Linked DNA regions of Mus musculus: region 2 is linked to region 1. The links are chromatin contacts, called in public promoter capture Hi-C maps. All regions are on one chromosome and are shown on one strand. Each heading gives the region's core, a stretch centred on a gene start, on an enhancer-like site or on the middle of the called end of the contact. The rest is flanking DNA. Distances are from core to core; before and after follow the strand shown. Region 1 holds the start of Gstm7 (glutathione S-transferase, mu 7). Region 2 overlaps Gnai3 (guanine nucleotide binding protein (G protein), alpha inhibiting 3).

Region 1 (7,507 bases), core at 3,323-5,822:
ATGTGACATGAAGGAGCCCCAAACTATACATCTGCAAGGGCCTGTCCCCAGTTCATCTTCTCTCACGGGGAGAGTCCAGGGGGCTGGGCAGCTCCAGGGAGTCTTTCAGGGTCTCAGCCTTATTCCATCTGTGGTTCCTCCATTCACCAGGGTGCTTCCTTTTTGTTGGGCTCAAGAGAAAAGTATTGAGTCAAATTACCCTTCAGGCAAAAGCCTTATCAACACCCGAGGGAAGGGAGGAAGCACAGCATGGTGAGGTCCGAAGTTGCAGGCTTGTTCTCTAAGGTGCCCCGTGAGAACAACTGGGAGGGAGAATGATGTGATAGGAGAAAGTGGGTTCAAGGTCAGCTGATACCACCCAACTAAACTAAAGGAGATTGTGTGGGTTTGTATCTCTTTTTGAAAAGTCCCAAGGACATTTCTGGATAAGGGCTTTTGGAAGAACAGAGGGCTTAGTTAATTTGTGATAGGAAAGTGGTTACTTGAAGTCCTCTGTTTAGGACTATGCTGTCTGGAAGGGCCCTCGGGGGAGGGAGAGACAAACTCCCTACCCATGTGTTCTACCTGACGACCCTGTCCTTAGATGAAGTTATAATTCAAGTATGGAAAGGAGAAAGAGAGAGAGAGAGAGAAAGCAAGCTAAAACCAAGGCAGGAAGGTCCTCTATGCAGGTGAGGCATAGAAGTATAGTTTGCTCAGGCACTCACAGGAGCATCTAAAATGGCACCATCTTGTGCTACAGAGTACCAAGAATAGTATGTGTGACTGGGCTGATGGCAGGTTGTGGGAGATTGTGGCCAAACCCTGGGTTTATCTGAGGTGAAGAACTAAATGTCTGCTATTATTGTGTGGGCTGCCCATGTGTGAGCTTAAGCCAAAATAGTGAAAAAAAAAAAAAAAAAAAAAAAAAAAACCCAAACCTGTCTCACATCTGAGATTCTGACTCAGTCCATGATTCATGGAAGCCTCGAAATGCTGGTTCTGACATTAGTGAAGAAGTCGGCGGCAGAAGCACAGGGAAACCAGACCTCTGTATGCATTCCAGTCCCAAGAGCACCACTTCTCTTCTCAAGTGGATACTTTCTCTCTGAATCTCTTTCCACAATTTGTTCCTAAATCTAGAGCCAAAAGGAAAAATAACTATGACCATTGATCGCTTTATTCCAGGACGGGGTGCTCACATCCTACAACCTGGGGTCAAATGAATCATAAGAACATTTCCACAAGGCAGATAGAGTTACCTGTCCCACTGGTCAGATAAGGAAGCCAACTGTAGAGATTCAGTCACTTGCTTGAGAACCTGGTACTAGTGATAGCTGTGCAGGACTTCTCTGTTGGTCTCTGAAGTCTGAGGCTAGCAGGTTGTGAATACCCCTGTTTTGAACCAAAAGAGAGGACTCAGGTCATTGCATAGGCTGTGTTTCCCACTCCAGGATCCTTGGGAGGGGTGAACATGTCAGCCGAGGGCCTTAGGAAGTTGAATTAAAGGGCTGAGATGAAGGATCACAAGACACTATTCATATTCCCTCTGCAGACTACCTTAGTGACTTAAATCCCCAATGGGAGAAACAGAGACCCAGGGGATATAGTTGGTGCTAGATTTGAGCAGACATGTAGAAGACATGCGCGCACGCACACACACACACACACACACACACACACACACACACACACACACACACACACACACACACACAGGGAGGTTCGTCAAGCTGTCAGGGATTCTCTACCACTTTCCACCTTAGGGTCTCTACCTGAATCTGGTAGCCCAGCTCATATTTCAGATGGACTTTTAGCCAGCAAGCTCCAGCCATGCTCCTGTCTCCACTCCTCAATGCTATGGCTACATGTGGGCTGAACCTATGCCTAGCTTGCTACGTGGACACCGGGATCAGAACTCAGGTCCTCATGGTTGTCTAGCAACCGCTCTTAACCACTGAACCGTCTCTCCAGCTCCCTAGTTGGCAGACTGCAATCCTGACATTAAATGGGGCAGTTTCCTTCCCTCTCAAGCGCTCCTTCTCCGTTCTCTGGGTGTCTGGTTTTTTACCTGGGAGATGGGATTATGTATTCTCATTGGTACTCGGTGATTATCTATGTGTGAAGCACATTGAGCTGTGTGGGTGACTTTCCATCCAGTGACTCAGTCCAGCAGAGAGCAAGAGGCATGCAAGTCATGGCCCCTCCTGGCTACCGGCAATCACAGTAACTTTTACTTCCACAGCCCTGGGTCCCCCAGAGTCCGCTTGATACACACAGAAGCTACTCTGTTAGACAGTAGGGGACTGGAGGCACCAGCACAACAGGTTTGCAGTCTGGAGTCTTTTCTACATCAAATGCTCCTCTTTCTCAGATTCTCTTTGGCTCTGGTTCTGTTGCAGGAATCATAGCATTGGTGGCTGTGCAAAGCTTCCTATGGCTATGAGAGGGATGAACTGGAGAGCTGAGGGCTGCAGCCCAAGGCCCACTGTACCTGGTTTCTTGATAACCCTCAGCAGTAGGTCTCTGAACCCTGCAGAAATTATCTGAGCAGGCTCTCCTGGTAAGATGGAACAAACACTCCCAGTGTCTCTTTGCATGGCCCCATGGAGCAGGGCTGGATATGAGGCAGCTTTGGGACTCAGTGAGATTGACCTGAGGCTCCACAGAGAGCGGGTTGGACCTCTACTTGCAAGAGAACAATTAGAGCTGGCTCAGCATCCTTAGCTGGCCCTCCTCCCCTTGTGCATTTGATCCTGGGTTTGCTGGGTCCCTGGCTCAGGTCTGGGCTCTCTGTCCTGCTGCACTGGCCTGTCATGGACGTCTTTGTCTGGTTACAGGACGTTTCTGTGTAAACCAGCAAGGATGTTCCCTGTGAGAAATGGTCGTGTCTGTGAAGGCAAGGAGTGGCAGGGTGTCCTGTGGGAAGACAGGCAGAGAGGGGACAGAATGGGAGCCCTAAAGTCTCAGTCGCAGTCATCCCCCTGCTACTCTGGCACCATCTTGCTGTTCCCTAATCCCTGCCCCATTCTTGCCCCAGCTCCTTTTCCTTCAACTCAGTGGCCTCCTGAAGTGGCCGTCCCTGAAGTTGGCTTCACTGTCCTGTCCAGCAGTGACTGTGCTGTGCTGTGCTGAGGAGCTGGGGGAGCCCATCATCTTTAGGCTCTGTACTTGCAACACGTGTGTAACAGAGGCAGGTCTTATCTGCAGTATACCCCAGTGAGGTCTCTGCATATGGGAGCCTGTCTGGTCCCCATAAGGCTTGAGTCACACTTGCTTTGACTGCCATTCCAGCTTTCACTATTGCCTCTAAGGACTGTCTGGAGACCCTAATAGAGCCTGGTTCACAGGGGTCCAAGCGGACTAAGAAGGACACCTCCCAGTGCAGGCAGCCTTCACCGGGTCTCTAGAACATGAAGGGTACCTTGTGGCTGGAAACTTGCCCACCCCACAATGTCACTGAGATCAGACATTAATAAAAGTTGGTCGAAAAAAATCAGAGCAATGCTATCTCAAACTAAGGCAGGTTTCCTCACCCTCAGCTACATTTTAACACAACCAAATGAAACCAACATAAACATAAAACGTGTTTAAAAGAGTTGAGATCTGAGTGAGTTGGCGGTGCTTCCTAAAAGAGACAGGTGTGGCACTCCATGTCCTTAATCTTAGCACTCGGGAGCTGAGACAGGAGAACTGAGCCTAATCCAAGACCAGCCTGGGTTACACAGGGTCCCAAGGCCAACCTCTAAAGCCATCGCAAAAGAGAAAAGGATAAAAAAGAAACATAAGACAAAGAACACTTGTTCCTCGGGAATTGGGCACAAGGCTTTCAAGGCTCTGTAAAGAGAAACATGTTCCGTCAATTGTCAGAAGTCACAGGTCCAAGTGCAAGCCTGGCCAGGAAGCAGCACGGCAGAGGTGATTATCAATCACAGCTACTCCAGGGTCTCACGCATCCCCGGCATGGTGTTAGTGGGAAAGAAAATGAAATGACTCTTGGTTATAAGATTTTGTACTCATGCTGGAAAGAGTCAAAGGTAGGGGGTGGGAAGATCAGGAGAGAGGGAAAGGCAAGCCAAGGAAGGCGGAGTTTAGCGGAGGGCACCCGAACAAGGAAGCAGCTACAGTATACAGGTGATTAAGTGGGCACTCATTTCTTTTGTGAATTTTTTCAAAGATTAATGTTATATCAGAATAAAAAACAGAAAAAAAACTCCAGATACATCATTTACTATGTGATCCAGGACACACACACACACACACTTAAATGAAATAAATTTCATCAGAAAAATTTGTTTTGCATTCATGAATATATTTGTATTATCATGTTTTCCAGTTCTTCGTTCTTTAAGTATTCACAGTATAAAAGATAATTTTGCCCTCAGGACACAGTTGTCAAGGTCCTAGGCCTTCCGAACTGTCACCACTGGGGAATGCTGCTGCCATCTAGACTAGAGGGTAGAAAATAGCAGTCCTACAGCGGAAACCCAGCACCACCAATAAGAAGCTAGCAAACCCAGCCCCGCCTTTCGCTCTTGGCACTCAGCCAAGCCACCACCATAACAATGGAGCTCAGGCAGCCTTGGCTCTGGGGGCGGCCCTGGCCTTGTTCCTGGATGCCGGTATTGGCTGGAACTGGGAGGTGGGGAAGGGCAGTCTGAAGACCTGACAAAGCGAAGCCAATCCGTTTCTGGCAGCTCTCTGAACAGCCAAGGCTAGATTGACACTGAGCCTGTCCGTTCAGACCTCGGCACCATGCCCATGACACTGGGTTACTGGGACATCCGTGGGGTGAGAGAGGGGTCCGAATGCAGAGTAGGACTTGGAGGAGGGACAAGGATCCGTGCAGTCAATGGAGGCATGCTCTTGCAGCTGTGTATGTGTGTGTGTGTGTGTGTGTGTGTGTGTGTGTGTGTGTGTGTGTGTTCTGGTCCATCCATGGACATAGTGAAACTAGGTCAGAGAATGAGGACTCGTGTAGAAGGGGTAAAGAATTTTACCATCTCTTGTCTCTTACAGCTAGCCCATGCCATTCGCCTGTTCCTGGAATACACAGACTCAAGCTATGAGGAGAAGAGATACACCATGGGTGATGGTGACTGCATCCTTTCTAGTCAGATCCCTGCCCAACTCCTGTCCATTGTTGCCCAGCAACCAACCTCATCACTCAGCTCTGACACTTTTTTGTTGGAGCTGTAACATGCCCCTTCCAAAACCCTTGATGGTGTGGTTTGATTTGCCAATGGAAGATGCTAAGGAAAGATTTGAGTGTACTCTGTATTTATAACTGGGCTCCATTCTTCTAGCAATTGGCTAAATCTTTCACAAGCTTTAGCGATGAAGAAGCTCACAGCCCTTACAAACATCTTCATCCTTGCAAGCTTGCAGTATGACTTTGTGAGTCAGCTTGCAGGTCCACTGCTTTGGAGAGTCTTGTCTCTGACCCCTTGGGAAAATCTTGGGAAAGGGGTTTGAACACATGGGTCCTTTGATTTCATATTATCTTGTCCACCACAGCTCCTGACTATGACCAAAGCCAGTGGCTGAATGAGAAATTCAAGCTGGGCCTGGACTTTCCTAACGTAAGTACAGGAGAGGGGAGGTGTGGAGATGGTGGTGGTGTCCCTGTTTATACAGATGGGATCAGTCCTTTGGCTTTCATCTTCGCATTCCTGGTTGTCCACACCATCTTTCTGTGATGGGCTGTATCCCAGCTCTCTGTTCAGTGAGCAGCATTTTCATAGAAGGTTTTCCATGGCAGGCACACTGAGTGCCAGGCCTCGTGTCTGTCCTCACCCAAGGAAGGGATTCTGGGATTTCATATCCCATCTGACTCTCCATGCTTGTCCATTCAGCTGCCCTACTTGATCGATGGGTCACACAAGATCACGCAGAGCAATGCCATCCTGCGCTACCTTGGCCGCAAGCACAACCTGTGTGAGTGGGGCCGGCTGCAGGGGTGGGGACCGATGGCCACCAGCTGGGCTTGGCCAGGGTGGCATGTTGAGTGTGAGTCTGGGCTGTGTTTTTCACAGGTGGGGAGACAGAGGAGGAAAGGATCCGTGTGGATATTCTGGAGAATCAGCTTATGGACAACCGCATGGTGCTGGCGAGGCTTTGCTACAACGCTGACTTTGTGAGTCCTGCTCTGGGCTGGATGAGGTGGGGGAACCAGAGCTTGTACCTTTGCCTTCTCATCTGCTCTGTTTGCTTAGCATCTAACGTCTTAGCGCTGCTCACCTACAGATGATACTCTGAACTGCTGGCGGAGTCATGGTGACACAGTATGGAGACTGAGACAGAAGGACTAAGGTTACGGTCTTCCTGGTTACACTGTCTCAAAATCAAAAGCACTAAAACAAAACCAAACCTTCCATGCACGTACACACACACTCTTGTACACACACACACACACACACACACACACACACACACACACACACCCTGCCAACATAGAGTCTTGTCAAATGGCACTTACAATGAACTTCAGCAACTAGAACAAACACTCCACAGTCCAGTGTCGGTAGCTGGGTAGTAAAGACTGTGTTTAGAATCTCTCAGCTCTGATCACCCATTTCTGGCCTGGGTTATGTCTCCTACTCGGTTATGTCTTACATCATCATTGCTTCTATAGTACACATTCCAACAATGAGAAAAAGTGGAGTAAGCTGGAAATGGATGGGAGCCATCACCTGGGGACTCTTCCCAACCAGATACCCAGAGCCATGCCTGGGATACTCACAGTAATAAGGAAGTGTTCCCAAAAGGCAGTCTACAGCTGGCTAAGCCTCTTCTTGCCTCATCTCCTTTCACCCCATCACACTTCATCTTTCTGAAACTGCCCCAGAGCCCTACCGTTCTTCTTCCTGCAGAACATCCAACTTCTCTTCCAGAATGCTTTAGTTATTTGCTTCTCTGACTCACATTACATCTGAATGCGAGAGCCAGCTCACACAGTCCTGGGTGTGACTCACAAGAGTTGTTCTGAGCACCTGTGGTGAGTCTCAGGGACAGCGTGCCCCTGTGTAGATCCTCATCACCTCTGATATTGGATCTGGTGCCTGTAGGACTCTAATCAATAGACATAATGAATTAATAATAGTGACATCATAAATTAAAGCAGAATTAACCCAGGCCTAGTCTCGGGAAGGTGGCTGCACCTCTGCCCAGATGGGGTCTTTGTCGCCCTGTTTGGGCGGCCTCTGCTCGGAATCTTGTGACTGAGGGTGATCACAGTGTGTTCCGCTCTAGGAGAAGCTGAAGCCAGGGTACCTGGAGCAACTCCCTGGAATGATGAGGCTTTACTCTGAGTTCCTGGGCAAGCGGCCATGGTTCGCAGGGGACAAGGTAAAGGGAGGGGTGGGGAGGAGGGGTTGCCATCCTTCCCAGGTTACCTGATCCAAGCACACTCACCCTCGGCTTCCTACAGATCACCTTTGTGGATTTCATTGCTTACGATGTGCTTGAGAGGAACCAAGTGTTTGAGGCCAAGTGCCTGGATGCGTTCCCAAACCTGAAGGACTTCATA
Region 2 (7,507 bases), core at 3,037-5,536, 180 kb before region 1:
CTGTTTTTCTCAGGATGATGCCCGACAGTTATTTGTTTTAGCTGGGAGTGCTGAAGAAGGAGTCATGACTTCAGAACTAGCAGGCGTGATTAAACGTTTATGGCGAGATGGCGGGGTACAGGCATGCTTTAGCAGGTCCAGGGAATATCAGCTCAATGATTCTGCTTCATAGTAAGTGATTTTTTTTTTCCTTTGAAACTGTGATAGACAATAAGTTGGTAACTGAGCAGTGGTGGTACACACCTTTAACCCCAGAACTTGGGAGGCAGAGGTGGCCGGATTTCTGAGTTTGAGGCCAGCCTGATCAACAGAGTGAGTTCCAGGACAGCCAGGACTATACAGAGAAACCCTGCCCCCGAACAAACAAACAAATAAATAAATAATAATTTGGTGACTCTAGAGAATGTTCATTGCCTATCCTTAAGGAAATGTTTAAGTACTAATGTCCAAAAGTTTGTAGGATCCTGTATTACAGTTGTCTCACTTTAAGGTTATCTCAGAGATCTATTTATAATAAGCAAGTAAAGTTGAGACATCTAGATGCCCTCCGTATAGGACAAAGCACTGATAGCCAGCTAGAGGGGTAACACCCCATTACACACACTCACTCTCACTCACACACACACACACACACACACACACACACACACACACATACAGAGAGCTGCCCCACCCCTTGGTTATTATTGTACTTGAGACTGGATCTCACTGTGTAACTCTGGCTGGCCTAGAACACACAGAGATCCCCCTGCGCTGCCTTACATGCTAGGATGAGATGTGCAGCACCACCACGGGTGTGCCAGTCCTTTTATACTCGATGTACTGTGAGGTTTTCTGGTAGTAGTCATTACACTTAACCTTTTGTGAATGTGTGTTGTACTAGGGATTAAACCAAAGCCTCGTGCATGTGGGGCAAAGGCTCTACCACTGAGTTTCCTCCTCAGCCCTCTTGATTGTTTGAGACACAATCTCGCTCATGCTGACATTGAACTCATTCCGTAGCCCTGGCAGGCTTGAGTTTCTGACCACTCTGCTTCAGCTTTCCGAACAGCTGAGATGACAAGCCTGTACCACAAAACCCAGCACCGTGCACCTCTCCTGCCAGACTGCGGTGGTGGCTTCTGTGGGATGAGGACATTATCATACAATAGAATGAAGCCTTTCTTTATCAAGGAAGCTCACTTGAGTGTTAGTTTTAGAGAATTGGTAACTAGTACTTTTATTCACTGCTACATTTGATCCCATTTTGACCCCCCGACACATTTATATATTCATGCTGTAGTTTTAAAGTTTACTTTTGGGGGACCTGGTGAGTACTTGACATCTGTACCTCCTGCCCCCCACACCCCGCCCCCCGCCCCCCGCCCCAATCAAGATAAAGGACTTTTGGTTGTTAAGGTATTTTCTCTAGCCTTATATTTTCCCATTCTCATTCTGTCACAATTGTTACAAGAAATGGTATATATAAATGCTATTTATAAAGCTTACTTATAATTTGACAAACAATAAAAGGATTCTTGCTGTCTTTTTAAAACTAAGATTATCTTTATGTGCGTATACTGGTAGTTTAAGCAATTCAGTGGCTATCAGAGGTAAATTTTTAATCGTTTCTTCTGTCATCCATTGAGTAAGCTCTGACTCGCCAAACTACATGTTATTTATAAAGTTGGGTCCCTCTGTCACTGTTCATCCAAGCTCAACTCTGTTAATGGTGGTATTTGGTTTGTAGATGATCTGAATGGCACACTTAAAGTAGTGCATCTGCTCTTTTTTTTTTTTTTTTTGGTCTGGAATCAGTGAAGATTTAGCCTTTGTCTTTCCCCTACTCTCTTCCCCCTTTTTTTGAAATGGGGTCTTGTTACATAGCCCAGGCTGGCCTGAAACTTTGTATCTTCCTGATTTGTCTCAAACATGTGGCCTCTTGCCTCTGCATCCTCGGGTGCTGGGTTTATAAGCCTATACTCACATATCCACCTATATTCTCACTGAATGTAGTTCTTCTCATTTTCATATCAAGTATCATTCTTTAAGAAGCTGTCAAATAGTTATGTATGCAGCTGACATAAATTTAAGTATCCAAGAACTTTTAACTTTTTGTTATTTTATTTTCATATGGGTCTTGCTCTGTAGCCCAGACTTACCTGGAATTCATGGGGTCCAGGGTTACAGGTCTTTGTCACAATCCCAGTTTGATTTTGTTTTTTCTGCTCTATAGTGCATAGCTCACTTCATATTAGATTTAGCAATAATACAATTGCCATGTTTTTAAAATTTGCTTTTACGGTATATTTAAAACCATTCTTGTTACTGTGTGTAGAACCTATTAATTTCCCCTATACTTGATTCACTTTTTTCACTCATTCTATGATACTGAAGATTTAATATTTTTCTGCCCTTCAGTGAGTTTCAGGGTACCTTTGTTTGTTGTTTGTTGGCACTTGGGATTGAACCTAGGCCTCACATGTGCCAGTACTTAGCCAGTCACAGAATTGACTTTTGCCAAGCTGCTAGTTTGGTCTGTTGATTTGTCATGTCCATGGTTGACTTTACCAAGTAAAAACCAATATGCATTTTATTTAGCTACCTAAATGATTTGGATAGAATATCCCAGACCAACTACATTCCAACTCAGCAAGATGTTCTTCGGACAAGAGTGAAGACTACAGGCATTGTGGAGACCCACTTCACCTTCAAGGAACTCTACTTCAAGTACGTCATAGCCTGTTCTTGCCTGGGTCTGGCACAAAGAACCAAAAGTTTTTTTGCTTTTGTTTTTGAGTCAAGATCTCATGATGTAAACCTGGATGACCTAGTTCTTGCTGTGTAGACCAGGGTGGCCTCAAGTTTGCATCTTCCACCTCTGCCTGCTGAGTGCTAGGGTTGCAGGTGTATACCACATGCCTGGCTTACTGACTCCCCTTAGTTAGCCTCTCTGTCTGGGGGTAAGATCTTTGTAAGCAGTGTTCCTTGGTTTAGAAACTTAATATTTAAGAGCCATTAGCTCAATGTTTTATCTGATTACACCCCACACATTTATTTATTTTTCTCCTCCAGATAGCATCAGTATTTAGAGAAAATTAAATGTAAAATTAAATAATAGTTTACCTACCATTAGAATTCATTATACAATTATCATTTTGTGTTTGTTTACATTTTCAGCACGCTTTTGTTAGTTGCCAAATAGGTATTGACTATTGCTAGAAGGATCAGAGCGTACTAAATAGGTAGAAAATAACGTATAGATGGCTTCATCCTGACGTGCTGACGTGCTGACAGTAAAACAGGACTATTTCTTAGCAGCACCACTCCTCTCAGACGGCTCCCCTTCCCGTTAAGGTTAATGGGCCAGAGCTAAGCTTGGGGGCCTTGGGTTTGTACATGCACAGCATCATGCTCAATTAAGTTTGTAGTGCAGGGCAAAATAGGCCTGGGATTGAGGTGTTTTAGAGAGGTGATGATGACGTAGACAGTAAAGGACATTCTAGTGTTTGCAGAGAATTTTCTCATAGCACCAGCAATTCCAAGAAAAAGCCTCTGCACTTCTTTTTGTTAATAGTCTTTTAAAAATTACTAAAACTGTTTTTGGTTCCTTTTTTCTGTGTTTGTAACCTTTGAGGTTAGCAGTAACCTTTTCTCCTTTAGTGTGTGTTCAGTGTTTAAGAAGTACCTGGTGCCGGGCATGCCTTTAATCCCAGCACTTGGGAGGCAGAGGCAGGCAGATTTCTGAGTTCGAGGCCAGCCTGGTCTACAGAGTGAGTTCCAGGACAGCCAGGGCTACACAGAGAAACCCTGTTTCGAAAAAACAAAACAAACAAACCAACAAAAAGAAGTGGATTTGAAACCTGATGAATGGTTTCGGGTAAATGGGCTGCTTATCTTAAATACTGATGAAGTTACTTAACAAAGTCCGCAGAAGCTATACGAATTACCCTGTGAAGCCATAGGAAGGAAGTGTCTCTGTATACTGTAAAATTAGTAATTCAGCCGGGCGTGGTGGCGCACGCCTTTAATCCCAGCACTCGGGAGGCAGAGGCAGGAGGATTTCTGAGTTCGAGGCCAGCCTGGTCTACAAAGTGAGTTCCAGGACAGCCAGGACTACACAGAGAAACCCTGTCTCAAAAACACCAAAAAAAAAAAAAAAAAAAAAAAATTAGTAATTCAGTTCTAATTAAATACCAAAACCATTTTTCATTGATGTCATAGGTTGATCTTTAGCTAGGTAACTATCTTTCCATGCCAGGATCAGTAGCCAAGATTAAAGTGCCACAAGTACTTTGTTTTGGCATGTAGATGTCTTAGTATGAAGTACTGTCACCTCTTCATTCTCTTCCTTCTCTAGGCAAAACCACTATCCATTTATTCAAACATTTACTGAAGTATTGCAAGGCATTGTGTAATTGCTTTGAGTTATGAGGAAATGTTTATACAATATTGATGTTAGTGAATAATACTGTGTTACTAGGTACTAAAAGCCAGCTTTGGGACTTCATAGCATCTCTTTGTCTTATGGACGTTATAGAAAATGGGGATGTAAACTGGAATTATTAGTGTACTAATGTGCCTGTCTTTGTAAGATTTTTATGGTGAAATGTTAGCCGTTCTATAGCCTACAACATGACCCTGGATTAAGGCCAATCTGTTTAGCTGTCATGCAAGACCAAAGGTTGCAAAGAACAGCAAGATCCCCGAAAGGAAGGGTTGGGTCAGGAAGAAAGAGGATGCATGCTCACGTCATTCGGGAGGTCACGTGGACTTTCCTTCTCTTGGTCTACAGGGAAATCACGTGGACTTTCCTTCTCCTCATCTGTAGGGGTGAAAAAAATCTCAGCAAATTTAGACCCCAGGCTACTGAAGATTTCACTCACTAGAGCAATGTAGCAAAAAGCTTTATCATTGCTATCAGATATAGATCTTGAGAGAGTGTGAGCATTTGAGTACTGACCCCATCTAGACTCAGGTATTGACTAAAAGACAAAGTAGGACAGCTGTTCCTGTCAATGTAGGAAGTAAGGATGGACACTGTTGGTACAAACTTAGCAATTAGGAGACTAAAACAAATCCAGATTAGAACATAGGGTGTGAGCAGCTTCCCTCCCCGCACCCCCACCCCCACCCCCACCCCCACCCCCGTGCTGCTGCTGCTGCTGCTGCTGCTGCTGCTGATGATGATGATGATGATGATTAGGCCCAGGCAAGCTTTGGTGGTGTTGGGGAATACTTGGTTACTTAGTTACTTTTAAGACAGTTGCTGTGTAGTGCAGGCTGGTCTTGAACTTGCTGTTCTTCGAGCTCAGCCTCCTAAATGCTGAGATTATAGTCATTCTTCCTAAACCTAGCACAAGATCTCAAATTCTTAAAGCCTGATATCAAATTTAATTTTTTCCCATAATTCTCTTCATATGTTTTTCATTAACACAGGCAAATAAACTTTGAGCTCAGATGCAAGGTGGGTATTCAGAACAAACCAGTTTAAAAGTCAGAGTGGGACTATGGAAAGTATATAGAGACAGGACTTAGAGTGCCAGATGGTCTAGGGTAATGCCTGGCACCATGGTAAACACGGAACAAATAGCAGTTGTCATGGCTACCGTTATCTTAAGCCTTACTGTTGAGCTCTTCTTCCTTTAGTCCTTTTTAGTTCTTAACTCTGCTGACTTTGGCACCTGTGTTGAAAGGGGGAGGTTCAGCTGTGGCCTATACTTTTAACCACTGACAATGGTTTAGACACATTGATTTGCTTCTTGTCTTTGTTACAAATGGGGTTTGAGTGTGTGATAATGGAGAGGTTCTAACCACGACAGTCTCGAGAGAAATAACTATAAGTGTGACATTACTAAATCTGTGCTTTTTTTTTTTTCCCCTTACTCAGAATGTTTGATGTAGGTGGCCAAAGATCCGAACGAAAAAAGTGGATTCACTGTTTTGAGGGAGTGACAGCAATTATCTTTTGTGTGGCTCTCAGTGATTACGACCTTGTTCTGGCTGAGGATGAGGAAATGGTATGTTGACGATTGGGGTAGAAAGTCCATCTGATACAGCTAGGAAGTGAGCGTGACTCAAGGAAGACGGGTGCCACTGCTGGCTCACGGAACCAAAACTTAATGCCCTGTATTTTCTTGTCAGTGGGGCTAGAGTTCCCAAATCCTTGTTCCATTGCACATTTGCTCTTGGTAGCCACATTGTGTGCACAGGATTGCATCTTGTCATCTTCTTAACCCCTTACCCCAAGAATTATGCAAATCAGGACTGACTAGGCTTCAAGTCACATTAGGACCTACTCTATTTCCATGAATTCAGTTTGTTGTTTTAAAACTTCTTGGTATGTGAACTAATCTGCTTTTTATTCTTGCTGCTAATCTGTCATAACCATGTTTGTTTTTCAGAACCGAATGCATGAAAGCATGAAATTGTTTGACAGCATTTGTAACAACAAATGGTTTACAGACACTTCAATCATTCTCTTTCTTAATAAGAAAGACCTTTTTGAGGAAAAAATAAAGAGGAGTCCATTAACAATCTGTTATCCAGAATACACAGGTAAAGGGCGTGAGGTGCTGTTGGAGGTGTGCATCGTAGGTCAGTGCTTCCCAGCTGCCATCAGCTGCCCCAGGACTCATGCAGGACTCATGCACTCACTCACAGTGGGCGCAGCAGTAAGCATCTGAAGAAACGCCATTAAGTTTCGAGTGTGACTTCAGAGATCAGTGTCCTCACTTTGGAGGAAAATGAAATACAAACATGAAATTTTGGCATATGTCCAAAGAGATATAAAAACAAACTTTTTAATGAAAGTCATTAGGCAGAATAGAGGCATTTAGAGAAGACAGTTGCATGTAAGAAATGGAGAAGGGGCATGTGGCAGCTGTGGAATTTAACGTACTAGCAGGGAGAGGCTGGCCCTGTGTCGAGCTAGTGACAAGTGGCCTTGGGCACATGGTGTATGAACAGCAGTCTAGCAGCAGTGTAGTGAGGACGGCAGTAAGGACTGCCTTCGGATGCAGATACAACCTTTCAGTGAGAGCCAGGATGGCATCTTAAAAGCCAAGGACAAGGATATGGGTGGGGCTAGGAGTGAAAGTCAGACTGTGAAGTCAGTGCCAGTGCGAGGGAGGCACCTCTAAAGGAGGTCACTTCATCTCTGTCTCTTTCCTTGGCTCCATGTCTATTCTTCTCTGTCCCCACTAATGTCCTTTACTATTCAGTTTATAAGATGAAGGATGGCATTGCCACCATTTCTGTGTCTCTTCCATTAAAACAATGAGGTCATACTGGGTTTGCTTGACTTCCAATTCAAGTTTCTCTGGGAAAGATTCTGGTTATAGCTAAAGAAGGTAAAACGCTGTGGGCCAGTCGGCTATTTGAAATTAGGGATCACAGACAACAATGGCAGAACTGTGCCATTATGAAAGCTGTGACCAGATGGCCAGAGTGAGAAGGGGACTCTCTGAGCTGTTTCCGTGGATGGGGGCTCTCACTATCTGAGACTCTGCTTTCTTTTGAGAATACA

What was found. Promoter capture Hi-C pulls out the DNA fragments that hold promoters and counts their contacts.
Region 2: a promoter capture Hi-C map of liver shows a contact between it and region 1, with 3 times the contacts expected there. The contact joins the enhancer-like site here to the promoter of Gstm7 in region 1. A contact is called at or near these places in 14 of 39 promoter capture datasets (the 3T3-L1 cell line, the C10 cell line, cranial neural crest and 8 more), 3 of 484 Hi-C or Micro-C datasets (bone marrow-derived macrophages and liver), 1 of 115 datasets of contacts at active chromatin or transcription factors (embryonic stem cells) and 3 of 9 other capture datasets (adipose tissue, liver and pancreatic islet).

What each region holds. Positions count from the first base shown.
Region 1 is chr3:107,928,882-107,936,388 of GRCm38.p6, reverse strand. Gstm7 (glutathione S-transferase, mu 7) reads left to right here and starts at 4,572. Exons shown (of 8, transcript NM_026672.3): 1 at 4,572-4,770; 2 at 4,999-5,074; 3 at 5,497-5,561; 4 at 5,835-5,916; 5 at 6,015-6,115; 6 at 7,231-7,326; 7 at 7,409-7,507. The coding sequence starts at 4,735.
Region 2 is chr3:108,110,965-108,118,471 of GRCm38.p6, reverse strand. Gnai3 (guanine nucleotide binding protein (G protein), alpha inhibiting 3) reads left to right here. Exons shown (of 9, transcript NM_010306.3): 4 at 14-171; 5 at 2,581-2,709; 6 at 5,870-5,999; 7 at 6,384-6,537. Among named protein-coding and RNA genes, the nearest start is that of Gnat2, 22 kb to the right of the region's middle. Within about 2 kb of position 4,286, at least 21 of the 459 cell types and tissues checked have an H3K27ac peak or open chromatin away from gene starts, as enhancers often do. A contact at or near this core is called in adipose tissue and liver, where this site is marked.